Linked DNA regions of Pan troglodytes: region 2 is linked to region 1. Evidence: chromatin contacts called from public HiChIP or PLAC-seq data. All regions are on one chromosome and are shown on one strand. The core of a region is the stretch at or near the end of the contact, and the rest is flanking DNA. Distances in the headings are between cores, read along the strand shown. Region 1 holds the start of BRD7 (bromodomain containing 7). Region 2 holds the start of NKD1 (NKD inhibitor of WNT signaling pathway 1).

What was found. HiChIP or PLAC-seq counts read pairs in DNA pulled down with a chosen protein or histone mark.
Region 2: a contact with region 1 is called in an H3K4me3 HiChIP or PLAC-seq map of stem cell-derived excitatory neurons, with 3 times the contacts expected there. The contact joins the promoter of NKD1 here to the promoter of BRD7 in region 1. A contact is called at or near these places in 1 of 7 Hi-C or Micro-C datasets (stem cell-derived neural progenitor cells) and 1 of 1 datasets of contacts at active chromatin or transcription factors (stem cell-derived excitatory neurons).

What each region holds. Positions count from the first base shown.
Region 1 is chr18:48,337,324-48,342,116 of NHGRI_mPanTro3-v2.0_pri, reverse strand. It overlaps BRD7 (bromodomain containing 7), which reads left to right and starts at 1,389. Exons shown (of 18, transcript XM_054668370.2): 1 at 1,389-1,644; 2 at 2,077-2,285. The coding sequence starts at 1,596.
Region 2 is chr18:48,517,869-48,522,757 of NHGRI_mPanTro3-v2.0_pri, reverse strand. NKD1 (NKD inhibitor of WNT signaling pathway 1) reads right to left here and starts at 2,842. Exons shown (of 10, transcript XM_016929817.4): 1 at 2,630-2,842; 2 at 2,453-2,485; 3 at 1,649-1,782. The coding sequence starts at 2,654.

The DNA of each region.
Region 1 (4,793 bases), core at 140-2,639:
GTTACAGGGAAATAATAGACACACACTTTTAGCTTTCATGAAAAAGCAACTCTCTTCATTAGAAGAACCTCATCTTCCCTGGCTAACCATAGAAGTCTGGCAGGAGCTGCCAATCACAGACTCCACTTCTCTTGGCCAAGGGGGTGAGGGGGTAGATTTGGCATCCAGGCCGAATCAATCTCCCATCCCCTGTCCCATAAAACATGTGACACAAGCCAAGCCAATCAGAATCCTTCCCTGGGACTGTTTTCCAGGTGAAGCTGACAGGAAGAGATCTTTTTCCCAGTTGGTCAGGACACTATAAAGAAGAGGCCTCAGAAGCAGATGGTGGCCATGTTTCCAGCCATATAGGAAAGAAGGGGGGAGATGGAGACCGATATACAGAGAGACAAGAGAGAGAGAGAGCTGGCATGCCAGTCAACAGCATTACATCCTTGGTTCCTGTCTTCTCTCTGGCAAGCTTTATTCTTGCCCTTTCTAGACATGTAAACCAATAAATCCCTTTTTGTTTACTTGAAATAATTCAAATTGGTTTCTATTAGTTACCAACAATAGGGTCCTAAAATATAAGCCTATAATTTCACCACTGAAGTTCAAGGTAAAGCTACAAATCTTCCTGGGAGAGGTGATTCATGGGCCTAAATTGTTACTAAAGTATAAATGACTGATAACAGATCCTTTCTTAAGAGGAGACTATAATTATGAGTTTATCTGAAAACAGACAAAGCACCATACAGCTAGAAGTAAAGACAGTCAAAACATCTGGAAACCTTCACCTATCAGCACATAAGTTTTTTTTAAGATTAGAATCTTCAGTCACCAATGTGCTGAGGTTGCCGGGTCTGGCACCCAGTATGGGGTTCAGTCAATATCGTAAAAGGGAAGAAACAGAAGCAAGGGAAAGTGGAAAGAAAGGAAGAGTGGGGGAAGGAGGAAGGGTAAAAAAAGAAAAGAAAAAAGAGGGAAGGAGACGGGAAGAGGAGAAGGAAGGGTGATGAGGGAGGAAGAAAAGAGAGAAGGAAGGCTTGAAGGGAGGCAGTAAGGAGGGAAGAAAGGAAGGAAGGAAGGAGGAAGGAAGGGAAGAAGGGAAAGAGAAAGAAAGAGAGGGAGGGAGTAAAAAGAAGGGAGGGAAGGGGAGACGGAGGGAGAGACACACAGAGACAGAGACAAGACAGACAAATTGAGGGGAAAGGGAGGAAAGAAGAAAGACAAGAGTCTGAGCGGTGGATCCCTCCCCGGCCCCGCCCCCGCCCCCGCCCCCCGGCCCCGCCCCCGGCCCGCGAGCTGCAGCACCACCTCCGGTCGCCAGGGGCCGCCACCCGCAGCCGCCGGCACCCTGTGCGCGCGGCGGGCCTTCTTTCCCGCCTCTGCGCCGGCCGCGCGCCCCCCCGCCGCCGCTCTCGGGCTCCGGCCGGGTCTCGCGCTCCGTCTTCTCGAGAGGGGCATCGCGCCGCCCGGCGCGCGCCGCCCCCCTGCCTCGCGGCGCGGGGTCTCGCGGGCCCCGCTCCCGCCCTCCGCTCGCCTGGCCCGGACCGGAAGCGGCGCCGCACGGCCTGGGCCTGGCGCGGGGGGCGGGCACCGGGGCCCGGTCGGACATGGGCAAGAAGCACAAGAAGCACAAGTCGGACAAACACCTCTACGAGGGTGAGGAGGGGGCCGGGGTGCGGGCGGCGGGCCCTCAGCGGCTCTGCCGGGCTTCCGCTCTTTCCCAATGGCTCCGGGGCGGCCCAGGGCCCTTCCCTCCCACGGCAGGCCCAGGCCCGCGAAGGGGGCGCGTCCTGCCCGAGGCCGCGCTGCCCCCCGTGCGGCGGCGGCATTCGAACCCGGGTCCCCCTGGTCCGGTGGGTCTCTGGTGGGGAGACGTGAGGCGGGCCCGGGAGGCCTGGGAGCGTTCGGGGCGGGCGGCGCCGCCGCACCCCCGGGCGGGGGTCCGTCATTCAACAGGTGCTTCGCGGAGCGCCCAAAGCCGCCTCGGGCTTGCTGCGCCTTCGCGCTCTGCATCCTTAGCACTCCCTGGAGAGCCCCGACTTTAATCGACGCGCTTTCCTTTCTTTTCTTTTCTTTTCTTTTTTTAAGAGTATGTAGAGAAGCCCTTGAAGCTGGTCCTCAAAGTAGGAGGGAACGAAGTCACTGAACTCTCCACGGGCAGCTCGGGGCACGACTCCAGCCTCTTCGAAGACAAAAACGATCATGACAAACACAAGGACAGAAAGCGGAAAAAGAGAAAGAAAGGAGAAAAGCAGATTCCAGGGGAAGAAAAGGGGAGAAAACGGAGAAGAGTTAAGGTACAAGTGGTTACATTGCTTTGGCTTTGCGGACGGCACTGCCTCCTCCAGCTGCCAACCTCATTTTATTTTCTTTGTATCTGGGGAAAACAAACGCCTCTAAGATCTGGCTCGTTTGAGGAGGAGCAGGACAGAATAGAGACATGAATCATCTATGAGTTTCAGCAAGTCGTTTTTGAATTATACTCTTAGGCAATTGTACTCGCACATCAGGTGAGGAAGCAGCTAAGTCCAAATTTTGAGGAGCTGCTTCAAAGAGTGGTTTTTCCATCTAGGCAGGGTAAAAAGTCATGCTCAAGAAAGCCTCAGTGTTCGAGGATTGTCAAAAATAGTCATTTCAGAAGTGAGTGGGATCTACTGGGGTTTAAAGTTTGTTCTGAAATAAATATTATAATGCCAAATCTGTAATGAGCAACTTTAAATCTTTTAAAACAGTGTTGTAGTGTGTTGAGAAAATTTGGTCAGAAACCTGTAATGGAGATTGATATTCTTAACCATTTGCATTTAACAGAAAAGAATGAGTAGCTACCATCTTGGTTTGAAAGCTGGGCAAAATAATAATTAATGGCTGGGCCCAGTAGCCCACACTTGTAATCCCAACACTTTGGAATGCCGAGGTGGGAGGATTGCTTGAGACTGGAAGTTCGAGACCAGCCTGGGCAACATAGCAAGGCCCTGCCTCTGCAAAATAAACTACAAAAATTTCCAGAGCCTGGTGGTGTGCACCTGTGTCCCAGCTATTCAGGAGGCTGAGGTGGGAGGATCCCTTGAGCCCAGGAGTTTGAGGTACAGTGAGGTATGATCACACCACTGCACTCCAGCCTGGGCAATAATACGAGACTCTGTCTCTAATAATAATAACAACATTGTTATTACTGTTATTAACTTTCCAAATTTAACCTGCCACTGAACGACTTATTAAATCAATTATTGTGAAGGTAAATTTTCATAGGTTAGTTATATAATTTTTCTTATGTTTATATATACAAGAGGAGCTTTCTCTTCCATGTGATTGAACACATTGCTAAGTCACCAAGTCTTAGAGATCTTATTTTGGGGATTTCTTAAGTCTATTCCTTCCCTTTTGTCCCAGTTTTTATTACCTTTGGCTAGGTAGGAGTAATGTTTTGTTTTCTTCCTTAAATTATAAAACCCATATATGCATTTGATTTTTTAAAAGTAGTTCATGTGGTGCAAAAGTACACAAAATGGAAAAAGTTTTCCTCACCCCAGTCCTTCACATAGAGTCCCTCTTCAGAGGTAACCAGTTGTTTTTTTTTTTTAATTAATAGTAGTAAAGTAATTCGTGAAGATGATTTTTAAAAGTCAAGAGTACTACACAGCTTTTTGACACAAAGCAGGCTGCTGCTCCACTCTGGACACTTTTTAGGTATTTTTCCTTGCCTACTTATTTCTATTTCAAAATAAAGGTTTATATTGCTATTTACTGATTTAGCAGTTCATATCTTCTACCGACATCATGTTATGGAAGATGAGAATTCAGTTTCCCTTGCTCAAGGTATAGGTACATCACAATTATTGGTTAAATCAATATTAAAGTGATTGTAGGCAAGTATAGTATGCAAATATAGATCTGATCTTAACTAGTTAGATCATTGCTTTCATTTGTTTGGTTATTGCTTAATAATTCTTCCCAAACTCTAAGATTTATGAAACTCATTTGAGTTCTTTACTTCCTTTTTTATTTTCCTCTGGAGACATTTATTTTACAGCTCTCTGTCTCCTGGAGGCTGAATTAGTTGCTGTCAAGGCCTCCTGGGACTCTCCTTCACCTGCTTCCTGGATCTCATGCCTTCCTCTTTCTTGGTTCATTCCCTTGTTCTGGTGGACTCTTAACTCTAGGAACGTCCTAAGAAAGCATACACGGGGTAGATTTTATAAGTTCTAACATGTTTGAAAATCTGTATTCTGCCCTCATACAGGTTGATGGTTTGACTTGTTTAGATTGAAAATTATTTTCTTTCAGACTTTTGAAGGCATTGCTTTGTTGTTTTCTGGCTTCTAAATTTGCTGTTGAGAAGTCTGTTGCCATTCTGATTCTTAGTCCTTTGCATATGACCAGTATTTGCTAACTTGAAATTTTTAGGATCTTCCCCCTTATCTTCAGTGTTCTGACATTTCACAATGAATACTTGTGCCTTCAGTTCAGAGCTGTGTGCTTGAAGTATTCCTGTGTTCATTTCTTTCCCTCCATTTTTTCTTTTCTTGGTTTCTGGAACTCCTGCCCTTTAGATATTAGACTCCTGAACTGATCCTCTAATTTTCTTATGTTTTTCTCATATTTTTTCTGGGTGTGTGTGGGGCGGGGGAGGGTTCTTCCTTCAGGGAACATCCCTAAAATTTCTGACTTTTCCAGATTTATTTCAGATCTTATACCTTGAATTTCCAAGAATTTTTTCTTGTTCTCTAACTGTCCTTTTTGAATTAGCACCCTGTTCTTGGTTTTAGATGCAGTATATTCTTTTCTTTCTCTGAGGATATTAATCG
Region 2 (4,889 bases), core at 1,593-4,092, 180 kb before region 1:
GCATTCCTCTCGCTGGGAACACTACTATTTAATTAAAAACGACAGACTTTTGTTTTCCTCTCCCTCTTTCCTCCTCCCTCCCATCCTCCCAGACTGGATGCCAAGGAGACCCACCAAAAACATGCGGGTAACATTTGTTATGGCTTTGAAGATAAAAGTCAATTGAAGTAAGCCCTCGCTGTATTTCAAGTTTTCCCTCTAGCATGGAGCAAGCTGCCTGGCAGTTTAGAAAAAAAAGAAAAAGAAAAAGGAGGGACTGCAAATAAATGTCATTCTGCAGGAATACTTTGTAAAAATAAACCGGCTGAAAAAACCCAAAACTTGATTAATGGAAATCCACTCAGTTGGCCTCTGTCTGGAGCTGTAAATGCATTTGTTCATACGGCTAAATTAGACCATTTTCGTTGGCCTTTAAATAAATAAGTAGATCAAAAACTAGAAAGGGCAGGGGAAGAAGGGGAGGTTTGTAGTTCTGTTTTTAAAGGGCCCCAACTGCAGTGCCCCCCACCCACCAAGATTTGACCTTTACTAGGGGACAGCAGCTCCAAGTCTGACCCGGCCAACAGAAGACAGAGAAGCCCCCAGCTAAGCAGTGGCGGTGGAGGAGGACAGGGGAGCTTCTCCTAGGCCCAGAGGTTATTTCATCCACACACAGGAACTGACTTTATCCACAGGTCCACCTCCTGACACCAGCACTGCAAGCGAGCTGCCAGGTACCACCACCCAAATACAAACACATCTGAAGTCTCCACTGGCCTCTCCCCAGCCCATGGATAAGACCAAAGAACTAACCAGACCTGAGACTCAGTCTATTCCCCCTCTAAGTTAAAAAAAAAAAAAAAAAAAAAATTAAATGTCACATCAAAAAGTTGATTCATCCTTTGATCCTAGGCTTGCGCGAGTTCCACGCAGACTGCCTGAAAGCCCCGTGCAGAGTTCCGGAGCTCACAGGACATCTGTGAACGCCAAGTCCCAGGCCAGGAGCTGGAGCTGGACTCACTCATTCCCATCACACTTAGTGCTCCTCCAGGAACTCCAGCCTCGGAGACACACGGGGTGAAGGCTCAGAGCTCTGCCCAGGCTACAGTGGAATGAGCCCCTCTATCTCATATGCCAAGTAAGGGGTCTTCCAGGTCTCAGTCCCCCTAGATCTGCTACCCAGAGGGCCGCCTGCTCTACTGGGGTTCCTGTACAGGTGGTACTGATGAATGCCACAGACAATCAGAACATATTCAGATACTGGGGCCAGCACAGCTCTGCCTTCCACCCAGACACCCCTAATACCCCCTTCTCTCTAGCCCCTACTCCACCTCCACCTTTGAATGCTGGTGGCAGAAACAAGGTAGAAGTCAGAGCAGGCCCCCAAATCCCGCCGGTACAGACACGATTCCCCATCAACTGGACCTTCACCACCTCCCCACCTAGGACCTTTCCCCCAGGCAGCCCTCTGCCTCCAGCTGGGCACTTCGAGGTTCTCCAAGGCATGCGGGCAGAGGGTCGCGTTGGTGGGGCAGGGGGCAGCTGAGAAGAGATTTTCAGACCCAGAAGCCGTGCAGGAAAGTGCTCAAAGTTGGGGTGCATGGGTTTGGGGACCCATCTCTGAGGCTGAAAAGAGGCCAGGAGGTGGGGCAGGGGTGGGGAATCATACCCGGGTGCTTCGGCCTATGGTGCCCGCCAACCGCAGCTGTCGAGGTCCCGAGACACCGCCCGGGCAGCGCTGTCTCCCGATCCACTCCTCGATGCCCTTCCGAGCCCAGGCAGCGCTCACGGCGAAGCTGTCACCTGGGACGGGGACGACATGAAGCCCCTGAGTCTGGCTCCAGGTGCCAAAAGTTACCCCCGCGGAGGGAAGGAGGCGCGGTGGGAGGCGAAGGGCCACGGCACGGGGGCCAGGAGGGGGTTCGCGGGCTGGGGCAGGAGCCGAGAGAGGGACGCGGGTAAGTAAAGGGGGGTTCAGCGAAGCCCTAGGAGCGAGGAGCCAGAAGGGGGCAAGAGGGGTGAGCAGTACCCCAGGAGGACGGGTTTAGGGATCAGACCAGGGAGCGCTGGCAGCCAGGACTGCGGAGGAGAGGGCTGGGGGTCAGGAGAGGGGCCGCAGTAGGTGCAGGAGCCAGGATATCGGGAGAAGGCGCCGGGGGGCAGGAAGAGGGGCAGGGTCTTGCGGGGAGGCGCTTGGGGGTCTGAAGAGAGGGTGCCGTGAGAGCCGAGGGCAGGGACGCGGGAGGGGGAGGGGTTGAGGGTCAGCGGTGGGAGCGCAGGACCGCGGGGAGCGGGTAGGAGGGACAGAGGAGGGGGCGCGAAGGCTGCTCAGTGAGCGGGCTTGGGGGGCCGGTGGCCGGAACTGGGGCTTGGGGGTGGCCCTGGTCATAAGACCTGGCGGGCTGGGCCGTTCTGCCGCGGCCGCGGTGTCCCCCGCGTCCATCCCCGAGGTCTGCGCCCCGCGCGCCCCTACCTTCCGGGCTCTCCCTGCGCTTGCACACGGCGGCTGCAGGCACATCGCGAGGCGGCGGCGGCGGCGGCGGCGGCAGCGGCGGCGGCGGGAGAAGGAAAGAAAGGAAGGGAGAGAGTTAGCGACCGCGGCGGCGACGGCGGCGGGGCCCGGGGCGAGCGCGCGGGCGGGGGCACTGACCCGGCTTGGAGTGAAGTTTCCCCATGCTGGGGCTGCGGCGGCCGGGAGCGTCCCTAAGCCATGCGCCCGGCCGCGGGCCTGGCGCCTCCCCTGGCTCTCCTCCTCCCGGAGCAGCCCCCGAGCCGAACGGAGCCCGAGGCGGCGCCGGGACGCGCTCCTGCCGCCGTCGCCGCGGCCCGACTGACGCCCGGGAGCGCCGAGCCCCCCGCCCGCCGCCGCGGCCCGCGCCTCCCCGCGCGCCCATTGGCCGGTGCGGCGCATCAAAGGCAAGGCTGGTTGCGGCGGGGGCGGGGCCGGAGGCGGGGCATGGGCGGGGACGAGGGCGGGGCGCTGACGGGAGGGACGGGACACAGTCCGCGCTCCCTGCCGCGGTCTGGGGCCGGGGGCCGAGCACCGGGGCTGGCGACCCGGCGGGGCGGCTTGTCCAGGAGGCGTATTGGGACAGAACAGCCCGGCCATCGCTAACTGTACTGTCACTTCCCTCCGCTCCACGTTCCCTCTAAACGGGCAGGGCGGGACTCGGCGGCTCCAATTTACAGGTGGGGAAACTGAGGTCGGGAGCGGAGACCTTAGCTGCTCAGGTGCAAGCTTCGGCAGCGCTACCTTTTCCCAGTCTTCCCACGACCTACCTTCTGCAGAAAGTGTTCATTACCCGCCCCGTGACCCGCCCCCCACCACCGCACTCCTCTAGTTTCTTATTTGGGGAGTCCAGGAGGAGCCCCCAGCGCACCCCGGGCCAGTGTGGGCCCAGCCCTCTCCAGGCAGCGACAAATGTCCAAAGCGCCCCGTTATCAGCCCATCTCTGGGATCTCCTCGTCCGGGGGGCCCGTGGGTGCCCGCCCGGGTCGGGGCGCGCTGCCAAACTGCGCGGCCTGGAAGGGGGTAACCGCTGAGTCTTTGATCTTCCTTGGTTTCCGCTCCCCGCTGCAGTTCGCCAGACCCAAGGGTTTGTTTGTTTTGTCTGGGGAGGTCTCTGCGGGGAGGTCGCGCGGGGGGAGGGGGATGGTGGCGGTCGACATCAAGGGATTCCACCCCACCTTTGTGGCTCTCAGAACGCCTGCCCCCTTCTGGGGACACTGTGGGTCCGTGTTACGCTCGTCCTGGCACCAGGCAGCTCGGGCGTGGGAAAAGAAAACCCGCAGCTCAGAGTGAGACCAGCCCCGACCTTTGGAGTGAATTACCTGTGCTCAGTTTTGTGATCTGTATAATGGAGGCTCCATTCTGCCCTTTTTGCCGACTCTCTAGAGCAGCACTGCCCAATAGAAATATAATGTGGGCCACATTTGTAATTTTAAATTTTCTTGTCGCCACATCTTTTAGAAGTAAAAAGAAATAGATGAAATATTAATAATATATTTCGCTTAACTCAATACAGTCAGCCCTCCTTATTCACAGGTTCCACATCTGCGGCATCAACCATCTGTGGACTGAAAATATGCAAAAAGAATAATACAGCAAAAATAAAGAATAAAAAACTTTTTAATACAGTATAACAACTATTTACATAACATTTACATTGTATTAGGAATTACAAGGAATCTAGAGATGATTTAAAGTATTCAGAAGGATGTGTGTAGGTTATATGCAAATACTACAGGACATTTTATATAGCGGACTTGACATCTGGGGATTTGGGTATCCTCTAGGATCCTGGAACCAGTCCCCAAAGACACCAAGGGAACACCGTATATCCAAAATGGTATAATTTCAAGATATAATGAGATATTTTACATTCTTTGTATTGCGCTAAGTCTTTAAAATTCAGTGTGTATTTTACACTTAAAACACATCTCAAAGACTAGCCATATTGCAAGTGACCATTTGCACTTGGCTAGTGGCTACTGCATTGGGCAGCATCGCTCTGGAAGATCTACATGTCTCAAAAGGACATTAGGAATTCACAGCCCCCCAGAGTCATAAATCTCTTCATCCAAGTGTCTTACTTTCATGTTCCAAGCTTCCTTTTTTAACACCCTTTTTGGTGGAAACGAAGGCTAATGTTATAAGCAGGTACACTAAAGTCCTGTTGGCCAGGTGGTTTCATCTGAAGAGTGCTGAAACCACAAAAATATATTACTGTTGTCATTTTTATGTTACAATTCTTCATTCAGTACTTCTGATGTGCCAGTCCTCATCCTCCATCATGTGTAGCCCTCGCAACCACTCTCTGATGCAGACTCATACTTGTTCTAGAACGGAGGGAACCTATTCAACTCAGAGAGGTGAACTCACTTGCCCAAGGTCACAAAGTTCATCCATG